Linked DNA regions of Mus musculus: region 2 is linked to region 1. The links are chromatin contacts, called in public Micro-C maps. All regions are on one chromosome and are shown on one strand. The core of a region is the stretch at or near the end of the contact, and the rest is flanking DNA. Distances in the headings are between cores, read along the strand shown. Region 1 has its middle 110 kb from the start of D330037F02Rik. Region 2 has its middle 59 kb from the start of Gadl1.

Region 1 (5,596 bases), core at 1,541-4,040:
CTCCTGGCCAACCCAGGCTTTATACTTTGAAAGAAACAGGCTTGAGAGGATGGTTTTCAGATGGCATTCAATCTAAAGCCAAGACATAGCCAGGTGCAGAACTATAGTCTTTTAAGTAAGGGCAGATGACAGAAGTTCTATTTAATTAACAAAGATGATGGACTGGGTGTTAGGTCTCTTGTACTTTATAAATTACAAAATAGTAATAGTTATGTTCAATTATATCTAAGATAAAATATTTTAATTGGACAGAAAGGGGGAAAATGTTGTAGATAGCCCTGGGGCTAATTATATTTGATGTTAATGCTGTTCTTCTGTGAGTGGTTTCGAACATGGAATGTGTCAGCACTCAGGTGATTTCCTGTAAACCTGCTTCCCACCTTAATTTGTAAAATAAAGGAGAGCTGATGATTGGGCAGATAAAAGGGAAGGTGGAGCTGGAGGTGGGAAGAGAAAAGAAGGAGAAAATGGAAAAGGGAGGGGACACAGAGGAGGAGGAGGAAGAAGAAAAGCTGAGCAGAAGCACGTGGCCTGGAGAAACAGCAAGTTCTAAGAAGTGGAAGATAGTAGTGTACTGGTAGATCTGCCCAATCTAGGCACACAGCATATATTCATATTAATTATGTTGTGTTTTCATTGCTGGGGCATATTTGGGTTGAGGTTTACTGCAACAACCAACCAGTGAACACCTTCCTCTGTCTGGCCTGAGGCCTCTCCTGGGAACTTCAGTCATCCTTAGCTGGCTTGTGACAAAAGGGACTGAAGTGGACATTTCTGGTTTCTTTGGAAACTCAGTTGTGTCGTGAGATTTTTTTTTTTTTTTTGTAGGATCTGTCTTGTGAGAGGATGTTTTGCTGAAGCAACAGGTACTTGAGAGGCCATGTGATGTTTGGAAAGAGTATAAATGGAACCCCACAGACAGTGAGAAGTCTCTCTCTCGCATTGCTGCTGGGCAACGCTTCGCTGGTCTCGAGTCATTGCTGGTTTTCACTGGTCTTCAGTTCACAGAGAGAAACGTGCCAAAGAACTTTTGTCGTATTCCGGCTGGACCTTGCCACTTCCGTTGACTCTCAGTGCTGATTCAGCGGAGCCTTGTGGTTTCTGCTGGATCTAGCCAGTGCTACTGATTTGTGTTTGGTGTTTGCTATTGGACTGGACTACTGGTATCCTGACAATGAAGAGTGGAGTCACCCCAGAGAACTACTTCTAAACAGATCCACACACCCGTTTTCCTATTAACCCTTCTCCCCAGCCTCTAGTCAGTGGGTTAGAAGGGAGGTTGAAGCATTCAAGAACCCTAAATATAAAAACAGGCAAAAGTACCTACCACAGTCATTTTCTACAGCCCTCTCACCAGGGTTAGGGGGTTACTTGACGTTATTCTTTACATGAATTGGCAGTTGGAGTGGGAGAAGAGGTTCCCACCAAGCTTAGCACCAATTAACAATGCCCCCAATACACACACACACACACAGAAACCTTTCCCCACCTAGTCAAAATGACACAAAGTGTTAATCCTCTAGATAAAGCCAAGGCTCCCTGCTTGTACCTGTACAGTTTCTTTCCTTCATGCCAAAGCAAAAGAACTCTTAGCTCCTCCTACACCATGCCTGCCTGGATGCTCCATGTTCCTGCCTTGATAATAACAGACTGAACCTCTGAACCTGTCCCAATTAAATGTTGTCCTTATAAAAGATGCCTCGGTCATGGTGTCTATTCACAGCAGTAGAACCCTAACTAAGACAGTATGTGATGGTGCATAATTGTTCAGCTTCTAGTGGCCTCTTGGAGTGATATCCAAATACTTTGCTTTGCCCTATAAGAATGTGACCTGCCAACCTCTCCGATTCCAGTAGGAATCTGTCTGACAGAATTTCCAGTCGAAGCTGGTCTTGACCTATTTATGTAGTCAAGGATGACCTTGAACTTCTGTGCCTCCTGCCTCTGCCTCTCAGGCATACAGCACCCACACCTGCTTTATGCACTGCCTGGGATGTAATCCAGGCAGGGCTTTGTGCGTAATCAACCAAGAGGGCTGCATCCCTGGCTCCTAATTCTTTATCCTTTATTTGCCAAGATTAATCCACTGAGTAACCCTGTTTGCAGCCTCTTGTTTAAGCAGGATTTATTTTGCCTTTTCAAACCAATATGATTTAAATGCCCACGTCATTTCTCACAGTAAACCTCCTCTATTAGTTTTCTGATAGTTTTAGATGGTGGCAGCCACTGCTGTCTTTGGCAAGGATATATCTCCATGGACTATAGTTGATATACCCCACCTCCATTCTCAGTGCTGTCACCTAGATAGCTTTAAAATCGGATGGCACGTGGATCCCTGGAATTCTGCCTTAACATGGTGGGAGTTTAACCTGGGCATCTGGGTTTTTATAAACTCTACTAAAGTTTCAATGAAAACTTGAGTTCCTGGGAAGAGGTTAAAGAATTCAGACCAACTGGAGACTGCCTCACAGAGCAAGTAAGAGCTGACGGGTGAGGTCAGATCTCCCAGCCTCCCGCTTGTGACAGTGTTCTGTGTGTGCAGAGGCATGGCTTTCTCTTTTCCGAAGGTCATTCTCTAGTCCCTGAAGCCCATTGCAGACCACTTCCCATCTGGCTGACAACTCCTCATAGATCATATGTGTAACGCCTGCTCTTTATGGTCCAGCCACAAAACAGAGGCCCCCATTACACAGAAGTCACACAGACTGTCGGGAAGCACAGGGCCATACTACCTGGGTGTGTCAGAGGCAGCCAGAGTGGGCCTTGGAGAGCTGTGGATTCCTGAGCACTGATGTGGGGCTGGCAGGCTGCTGGGCAGCTGTCAGCTATCACAACGGAAAGAGAAGCAGCATCCGGATAGCTGAGCTGAGCTGGCCAGCTTTATGTCCTGTCATGGTTGATGAGAGCGTGTACTCCACCATAAATCCTCAGTCTTCAGCCTGAACACTGCCCCCACGAGCAGCACATCACTCAGTCATAGGGATCTGATTTCTGAGCAATACAATGACAAATCCCACTATAAATTCAGTTTCTGCTTCTGGGACTGATAATGCATACCCAGGTGTTTCCTGGTTTTTTTTTTTTTTTGGAGGGGGGGTGGGGGGCTCCATTTTGTGCCTGTCCTAATCAGTATAAATTAGCAACTTGGCCTATTGTCTTCTGAAAGAAGAAGCCTCCATTGAGGAATTTTCTAGATCACATTGGCCTGTGGGTTTGTCTGTGAGGAATTGTTTTGTTTACTAATCGATCTAAGAGATCCTAGCCCAATTGGGCCGTACCATCCATAGGCGGTTGGTCCTGGGCTACATGGGAAAGCTAGCTGAGTATAGCCAGAGGGACCAGAGAGTAGCATCTCCCATGGTTTCTAGTTGAAGTTCCTGCCTCAGCTTCCGTCCTGACGTCCCTCAGTGAGGGACTAAGAAGGTTTGGTTGACATGTTCTCTTCCTCTCCTAAGCTGCTTCGGATGTCTTGTCACAACACAAGGGACACTGGGGCATCCTCCCAATTGTGTGTTTGTGTCACCCGTGTGCTCATGGGAGTCTCAGTTCTTCAGGCCTGCTATGTTCTCCCCCAAACCATAGCCCAGGCCCCGGGGAGCATGCTTTGCAACTTCAGGGCAGGCCGTAGGAAAGGTTGGGAACCACTGATCCAAGTCAAGATCGGCAGACCTGGGAAGCCGCTGCGGTGCAGGTTCTAGTCTCCACTCTGCAGTTCGATGAGTGAAAGACCTGAAAAAGCTCTCTCTGGGCCTCAGTGTCCCTCTGTAAAAATGGAACCCGACAGGACCCCTGCTTTCCTTACTCTCACCACGGTGTGTTCATTCCAATCCTGGCCTCAGAGCCAGGCCCAGCACCTGGTACAGACACGGAAGCTTTCTGTGGGTGTTCTAGAAGGTTCGTGATAGAACAAGGTCTAATTCTATAATTATCTTACTCTGTGTTTTCTGTAGAAACCCCCACTTCTCTAGTCACGTGACACACAATTGGCTTCTTAGTCACGTGATATACTGTTGGCTTCACTGTTTTCTCTACCTCCATTACCCCCTGGCTTTGGGTGTGGCCAGGTAAATGACTCCAGTCTAGTTGGGCTTCCCTCTCTGGCAGCTCTGCCACCCGCACACACTGAATGCATGGTAGTTAGTTCCTACTGTCAGGAAGAGGCAGTATTCATGTAGAACACAGCACTCCAAGACATTATACTCATAAGCAAAACTACCCAGCCAACCTGAGACCCTCAGTGCAATGTTCCAGCCAGCCAGGATCCATGGAACCCACAGAGACCCACAAACATAGAGTGGTGATAAATCCCCGTCTCATGAAAGAACTCCTGGGTGCTTTGTTAGACAGCAGCAGGTAGCTAGCACAGTCCTCCAGCAGTTTCAACTCCAAACATCGACGCCATACACCTCTGTCTCTCACCAGTGATGGATTTTTGTTTATCAATGATTCTTTTAAAAATCTCCACCCTCTCATGTAATCACTTGCTGTGGTTTGAACGTTAAATGTTTCTCACAGGCTCATGTGCAGAACACTTGGTCCCCAGCTGGTGGGGCTATTGAGGAAAGTTATGAAACTTTCAGGAGGTGGAGCCTCATTGGGGGAAGTGGATCCTTGGGGGTGGGCCTTGAGACTAGAAAATTATGCCCCACTTCCTGTTCAGTCGCTGTTTCCTGGGTTCAGATAAGACATGACAACAGGACTCTACCCCTGTTGTCACCATTTCCCCATCAGCTGGCATGTCTCCTATCAGCTCCTGCGCCAGTCAGGACGGACTGATTTATATCTGGACTATAAACCAGAACAAAGCCGCTCTCTCTTAATTGGCTTATTATTGGGTATTTGGTCACAGCAGTAAGATTAGTGGCTAGTGTGTAAAGCTCAAAAACTTGTAAAAGTTAGAAGTGTATTAAAGTTTGGAAACACTAGTGGTAGCATGGCCTGAGTTTTTACTGGAGCTTATATGAGTGTGTAAGTGACTGCTGAACTGGCACAAATCCCTGCTTTCTCATCTGCATCTGTGAGGCAGCACCCACCTGGCTGTAGCTAAGGATAAATCCAGACGAAGTTGAAGAGCAAGAATACATACTATATGCTCAGTCACTAATTCGTGTGTGTGTGTGTGTGTGTGTGTGTGTGTGTGTGTGGTGCATGCATATGTGTATGTTTATATATGTAGGTATGTGATATGTTTATGTTGTGATGTGTGTGTATAGTGTATGATATGTGGGAGGTATGTGTGTATGTTATCGGGTATGTGTTGTCTGGTATTTGTATGTGTTGTACAGTATGTGTATATGTAAAGTGGGGAGGTATAGGTACACCGTTTTATGTGTGCATAGTATGTATAGTGTTTGTGATATAGTGTGTGTGATGTGTGTGGGTGTGTATGTGGTATGTGTTATATGTAGTATGTGTGTGTTTATGGGGTGTGTGTATGTGATGTGGGTTGTGTGGGGTGTACATGATGTTGGATGAGTATGTCTGTGTACTATATGTATGGGGTGTATATGTGTGTATAATACATGGTATATAGTAGTATGTATCGTGTGTGTGTGTGTGTGTGTTGGGTGTATACATGGTGGGTATGATTTGTGTG
Region 2 (5,596 bases), core at 822-3,321, 72 kb before region 1:
GTACTCAGCTGGGCTACTACTTTCCCACAGAGGCCAAGACTTTGTGCCAGCAAGCACTTAAGGCAGTTAATATTCAAACAAGGTCGCTCCCAACACTGGGGCCTTTTCAGAAGGTATGTAAATGCTAGAGCCCTGATAGGTGGGTTGTTGGTGAGTTGTTGGTTGTTGGTAGATTGTTGGTTGGTGGTGGGTTGTTGGTTGGTTGCTATCAGTTGCTGTTAGCCATGGTTTGTTAAGCAGTCATTCGAAAAGAAGAAGAAGAAATCAGATATCCTTTCTGTGAAGATCAAACAGCAGGAAGTTGTCTAATGATAATGTTGTTCCTTTCCAACCCTTGACTTTATTCAGGAATCTCTTTCCTTTCCCCTCTATCCGTTTTCTCTCTTATCTAGGGTTAGGAGGTTGAAAGGGTTGGGGAGAGAAGGGGGTGGAGAAGGGTAGAAGAAAGAGGAACCCACAGAGTAGCAAAAGGGAGCTACAAGTTCTTACTCCAGGAACCAAGGCATAGACTAGATAGAAGATGTGTTTCTCTCAAAGCTGTGCATCTCAATTCCAACCATGTCCTGTTGGCCAAAATCCAGTCACTTGTCACCCCTAGCTTCTAGGTGGTCTGGGGAGTATCTCCTCTGATCCTCCAAATGTGGGGGGGGGGTGGAGATCAGTCTTTCCAAGGTTTCACCAGCAAAGAGCAGACTGGGACTTGGTGCACAGCAAGGCTGTCTATTCTGTTCTTCACGGGTTGCGCTAAAGCTTTCCAGTGATTGCCTTCAGCAAATTGAATTTGGAAATGCAAGTGCAATCTCAAGTAATGTGTGCTTGAGAAACAAGTGCCAATTACTCCCTGTAAAAAAACAAGAAAGTACGGTGCTTCACGGGCATGGACAGAGGGAGTTGTGAGCCCTATCTAAGCTATTGTGGTCAGAGCCCCTACCTCAGTTAATGAACAGAAACACCTGTCATTCTTGGCCAGGATGAGTCCAGAGCCACCCGAGTTTTGAATTATCACAGGCTTTCAGTAGCGCACCTGTCACATAAACTGTAGCCACCAGTAATTCTAATTTCCCTCTCCGTGATCCCACGTCCAGACAGTTCTTTCAGAGCAAAGCAGGTCTTGTCAAAACAGCTGGTACATCTCCAATCAAACTGCCAGTTTCAGGAAGATGGGGTCAAAGAAAATCGGATCCTCCCCTCTGCTGCTTTTCACTTCCATTATTAAGTAGAGTAACAATGGGCACATGAGCAGGCGGGATAAAAGAAAAACTTAAATGGGAATTTCAAATTTACATTTTGAGTTCAGGTGAGAAGCCCCCAAATGGAATTGCAAATGCATGTGTATAATTGCCTCCACCTGGAAACCTGATAAATACCACAACGAAAAATTGTCCCAGGCTGAATCTATATAATGTTTACGCTGAGTACAGACTGCCCAACTCAGTCCATGGACAAATGTCATAGGCTTTACAGGCCATTCAGTCTCTGACATGGCCTAACTGCTGCTAGAGCAACCCATGGGTCAGAGGTCAGATCATGGATGGGTGGATGGAGAGAGAGAGAGAGAGAGAGAGATGAGTGAAATCACCCATAGGTCAGTTAGAAGATGATAGACAGATATGGATACATGATAGATAGATGATCAGATAATGATGATAGACAGATGATAGGTATAGATAGATGGTAGAGATGATAGATAATAGATAGGTAAACAATTAACCCATAATGTATAACAAAGAGTTAAAAGATGAATGAATGAATGAATGAATGAATGACAGTTGGTTAGATATAGGTAACAGCTAGCAAGCTAAATGATCGTCAGCCAGCTGACAATCAGACTATCATAGATAATAGATGAGAGGTTATTAGATGATAGCTAATAGAAGTATTTTAAAGATTTATTTTCATTTATGTGCATGTGTGTGCTTGTGTGCATGCCACACGGAGGTGGCACTCGAAGAGGTGAGAGGTGTCAGATCCCCTGGAACAGGAGTTACTGGCAGCTGTGAGTCACCTGGTGTGAGTGATGAGACCAAACTTGGATCCACTCCAAGAACAGCAAGTGCCTTTAACCACTAAGTCACGTCACCAGCCCCAATAATAAACTGGATAGACGATAGAAAGATAACAGATGGTAATAGAGTGACGGGTCGGTAGACAGATGAATGGAGAGATACACTCTATTGAAACCACGTTTTATGAAGTCTGTGCTTCTGTGTGGAAAAATCTTAAGAGAGATGCCTTCCTGGCCTGAAACATTCCTACACGGCCCCTGGGCATCTTGGTAAATGTATAGGACCAGCCGAAGTAAGGGGCCTTTGAGCTGCTGGCCTAGCATGCCCCACAGTGCTGCATGGACCACAGTCTGAGATGCATTCTGGAATGTGGAGGTTAAAATCGTCTGAAATACTCAACATCACCACATTGTTCTTCAAAGTAGCCAAACTTGTTTACACCCCAGCAATACTGGCTGCTTTTAAGCTCTACAAAGTCTTGTTTGCCAATAGCTATGATTTTCCAGTGTCTCCTAGGCTGGTCATTTGAGAGGTGTGAAATTGCGTCTTGTTTAATCTGTTCCTTTTCACTGAGAATGGAAAATTGACCATCATTTCATGCACTTATTATGAATTCTGTCTCAGACTGCTGTATGGCTCTTATCTGCTTTGGGGACATTTTTGTTATTGATTTAAATGGATATTTTTAAACAGAGGGATGGGTTGTGGATGTAACTCAACCGGTACCCTACCAGGCTTGGCTTACAGGCTCCGGGTTGGATCCCAGTACCTATAAAGGAGACATAGAGACACACATCTCTGTTCTCAATGCTTGGGACGTGGAGGTGAGAGGATGTATAGTTCAAGGTCAGCCTGGGCTACAAGAGGCGGTTTCAGAAAATATCAGTAGCACTCTTCTGTCAGGAAAGCCTTAAAAACTTGGCAGGCTTTCAGGTTGCCAACTAAAGATATTCTCAGGGGTTCATTTCAATAACTGTACCTGGTATTAATGATCTACCGCTGAGGAGTTTAAACATGCGGAGTCCATACATTATGCAAACATCACCCTGGCCAAAGGCACGTGGAAAATTTCCCTGCCACCTGCGATCAAGAAACAGTGCTGTGATTAATTCAGAGCTAAGGAGGAGACTCATTTGAGCAGTAAACAAAGTCTTGCCCTGTGGGTCAGCAGCTCCAGAAGGGTGGGAAGTGTTCAAGGACACAGGCTGCCCCATCTCTATGTGGTCTACTTCAATAGATAGGTCTGGGCCCAGCAGGTAAGGACTGTCAGTGTTTGTCGAATGAATTAGTGAGCGTAGAAGCTGGCCACTGGGGAGGATGGAATACCCCATGGAAATCTCTTAGTGTTGCTTTCATGGCTCTGGCTTTATCTTTCTCATTGAGACAACTGAAAATACGGATGAAGAAAATCTCACCCGATAAAGCTTTGAATAATGACTGAGTCCTGTGAAAAGGGAGTAGGAGGCCAGAGATACAACCCTATACATCTTCTGATAAAAAAAAAAGTTTATTAATTAATAAAACTTGTAAATTCCTTTCTACATTTTGTAGTGTCTTTTCAAGAAAAAAAAAATCTAATTATTATAGACACTTGTTCCTGCAACATGTTGACACATTTCCCCCATCTTGAAAAGTAAACTGGAGAGAGCTGGGTTTGTGACATGCATGCTTTCTGGGGTTGGGAGGAGACAGTTCTCGGTGATGAACCCACTCAGGGGTCACAGAATCCCTGGGGTGGGAACTTTCCATCCTTTGAGCTATCAATGAAGCCAGACTGAGAGCTGAGAGCAGGAAAGCCAGCCCCCAGTCCTCTGAGCCCGGATGCTGTCTTTACTTTTCTTTAACAAAGTGCCACGGTTTTGTCCATTACGTTTCTGTTTCTTTGTTTGCTTTCTTAAGACAAGGTCCCACAGTATAGGCCAGGATGGCCTGAAACTCGAGATGTAGCCCAGGGCGGCCTTAACATCATGGTGATCCCCATACTGCATCCTCCTAAATGCTGAGGTTTGGGGTTATTTTTAAGTGTGCGTGTGTGTGTGTGTGTGTGTGTGTGTGTGTGTCTTTGTGTTCATGTGTCTGGTTTTGCCTGTTGCTTGGTTGGTTAGCTTGGTTTGGTTTTTGTCTACTGGGTTTGGATTTCTTTGCACTATAGGCAGAACTCTACATATGACAGACATAACTACAAATACCTCTGAAAGTATTTTCCATTGTTTGGTCTGAGCCTTGATTTTCTGTCTCTTTACTCCTGTTTTCATTCTGGGCCAGGGCAGATGCAGTTACTCGGGTCCTTAGAAGTTCATTTTATCCTCCTCCTCCTCATCATCATCACCACCACCATCATCATCATCACCAACTCCATCATCATCATATCAACATCATCATAACATCATCGTTGTCATCATCATCATAAAAGTTTGTATATTTGTGCGCATGCATGTGCGTGTGCATGCATAAGTGTATGTGTATGTGCATGCGGGAGTGTGCACGCGTGCATGTGTATAAGCCAACGGTTAATTCTTCTTTATCCACCTTGATCTCTTTTTTCAGGGTTTCCCACTGGCCTGAAGCTTGCCAATTAGGTTAGTTTGGGTGCCCAGTGAGTCCCAGGAATCTGTCTTTGTCTCCCCAGCACCAGAACTACAAGTGTGTGCCCTCCGGTCTAGTTTTCATATGGGTTCTCGCAATCAAACTCGGGTACCCACCGCACAAGCAAACGTTGTATAGACAGTCATCTCCCCAGCCCTTGTTAGCTTTTAAGTCAAGTCATGCAAAGTCACCAAACAATAGAAATATATGTAGCAGCAATTGTCCTTTTAGGTCTTTCTAATTCACAGGGCTCTTAAAGCAAGATGCCAAGATGCAGTCCTCTGCCTCCACCCCAGGAGGCTCTGTCAATGGGACTGAGTTTCCAGATCTTACGTGAGGGCTCAGACCAGTCTCATGAGGAAGCTGGTATTCCAAGTGAAAAAAACCTTCCCGTTTTAGGGAGATGGAAGAAGGAGGAGGAGGGGAAGGAGGAGGAAGAAGAGGCAAAGGAAGAGAAGAAGAGGAGAGGGAGAAGGAGGGGGAGGAGGAGGAGGGGGAGGGGGAGGGGGAGGGGGAGGAGGAGGAGGAGGAGGAGAAGGAGGGGGAGGAGGAGGAGGAGGAGGAGGAGGAGGAGGAGGAGGAGGAGGAGGAGGAGGAGGAGGAGGAAACGAAGAAACCTGAATTTTTTTTCTTTCCTTTTCTTCTAGTGAAAGAAAAATATTCAGACACTTTTCAGCTTGGTCAAGATTAATAACTCATAATCTGACGATATTGGCTTCTGTTGGAGTAGATATCAAGATTTATTGACCCATGGAGTAAATATTAACGGAGGTGAAACGTAGGTTAATAACAAACCTCGAGGGATAATACATCTTCATATTTGCTGAAGTAAAGAGCCAGCTCCTATATTGCTCATACATACATTCAAAAGCTCTTTAACCAAAAAGCCAGGAAGTCTCTCCGCTGTGACGGATTGTTTAAAGGTACCGCTGAGTCTCTCAGTTTGTATTAACCTTGTTTGGGGAAGGGGACGCAGGAAAAACAAAATGTGAATCTCCTCCCCT

Evidence for each region. Hi-C and Micro-C count contacts between places; a contact is called where the count stands out from the background.
Region 2: a Micro-C map of muscle stem cells shows a contact between it and region 1, with 2.8 times the contacts expected there. The contact joins two enhancer-like sites. A contact is called at or near these places in 4 of 484 Hi-C or Micro-C datasets (cumulus cells, embryonic stem cells and muscle stem cells) and 4 of 115 datasets of contacts at active chromatin or transcription factors (acute myeloid leukemia, embryonic stem cells, extraembryonic endoderm stem cells and 1 more).

What each region holds. Positions count from the first base shown.
Region 1 is chr9:115,776,330-115,781,925 of GRCm38.p6, reverse strand. No RefSeq gene overlaps it. Among named protein-coding and RNA genes, the nearest start is that of D330037F02Rik, 110 kb to the right of the region's middle. Within about 2 kb of position 2,790, at least 7 of the 459 cell types and tissues checked have an H3K27ac peak or open chromatin away from gene starts, as enhancers often do. A contact at or near this core is called in muscle stem cells, where this site is marked.
Region 2 is chr9:115,847,901-115,853,496 of GRCm38.p6, reverse strand. No RefSeq gene overlaps it. Among named protein-coding and RNA genes, the nearest start is that of Gadl1, 59 kb to the left of the region's middle. Within about 2 kb of position 2,071, at least 3 of the 459 cell types and tissues checked have an H3K27ac peak or open chromatin away from gene starts, as enhancers often do. A contact at or near this core is called in muscle stem cells, where this site is marked.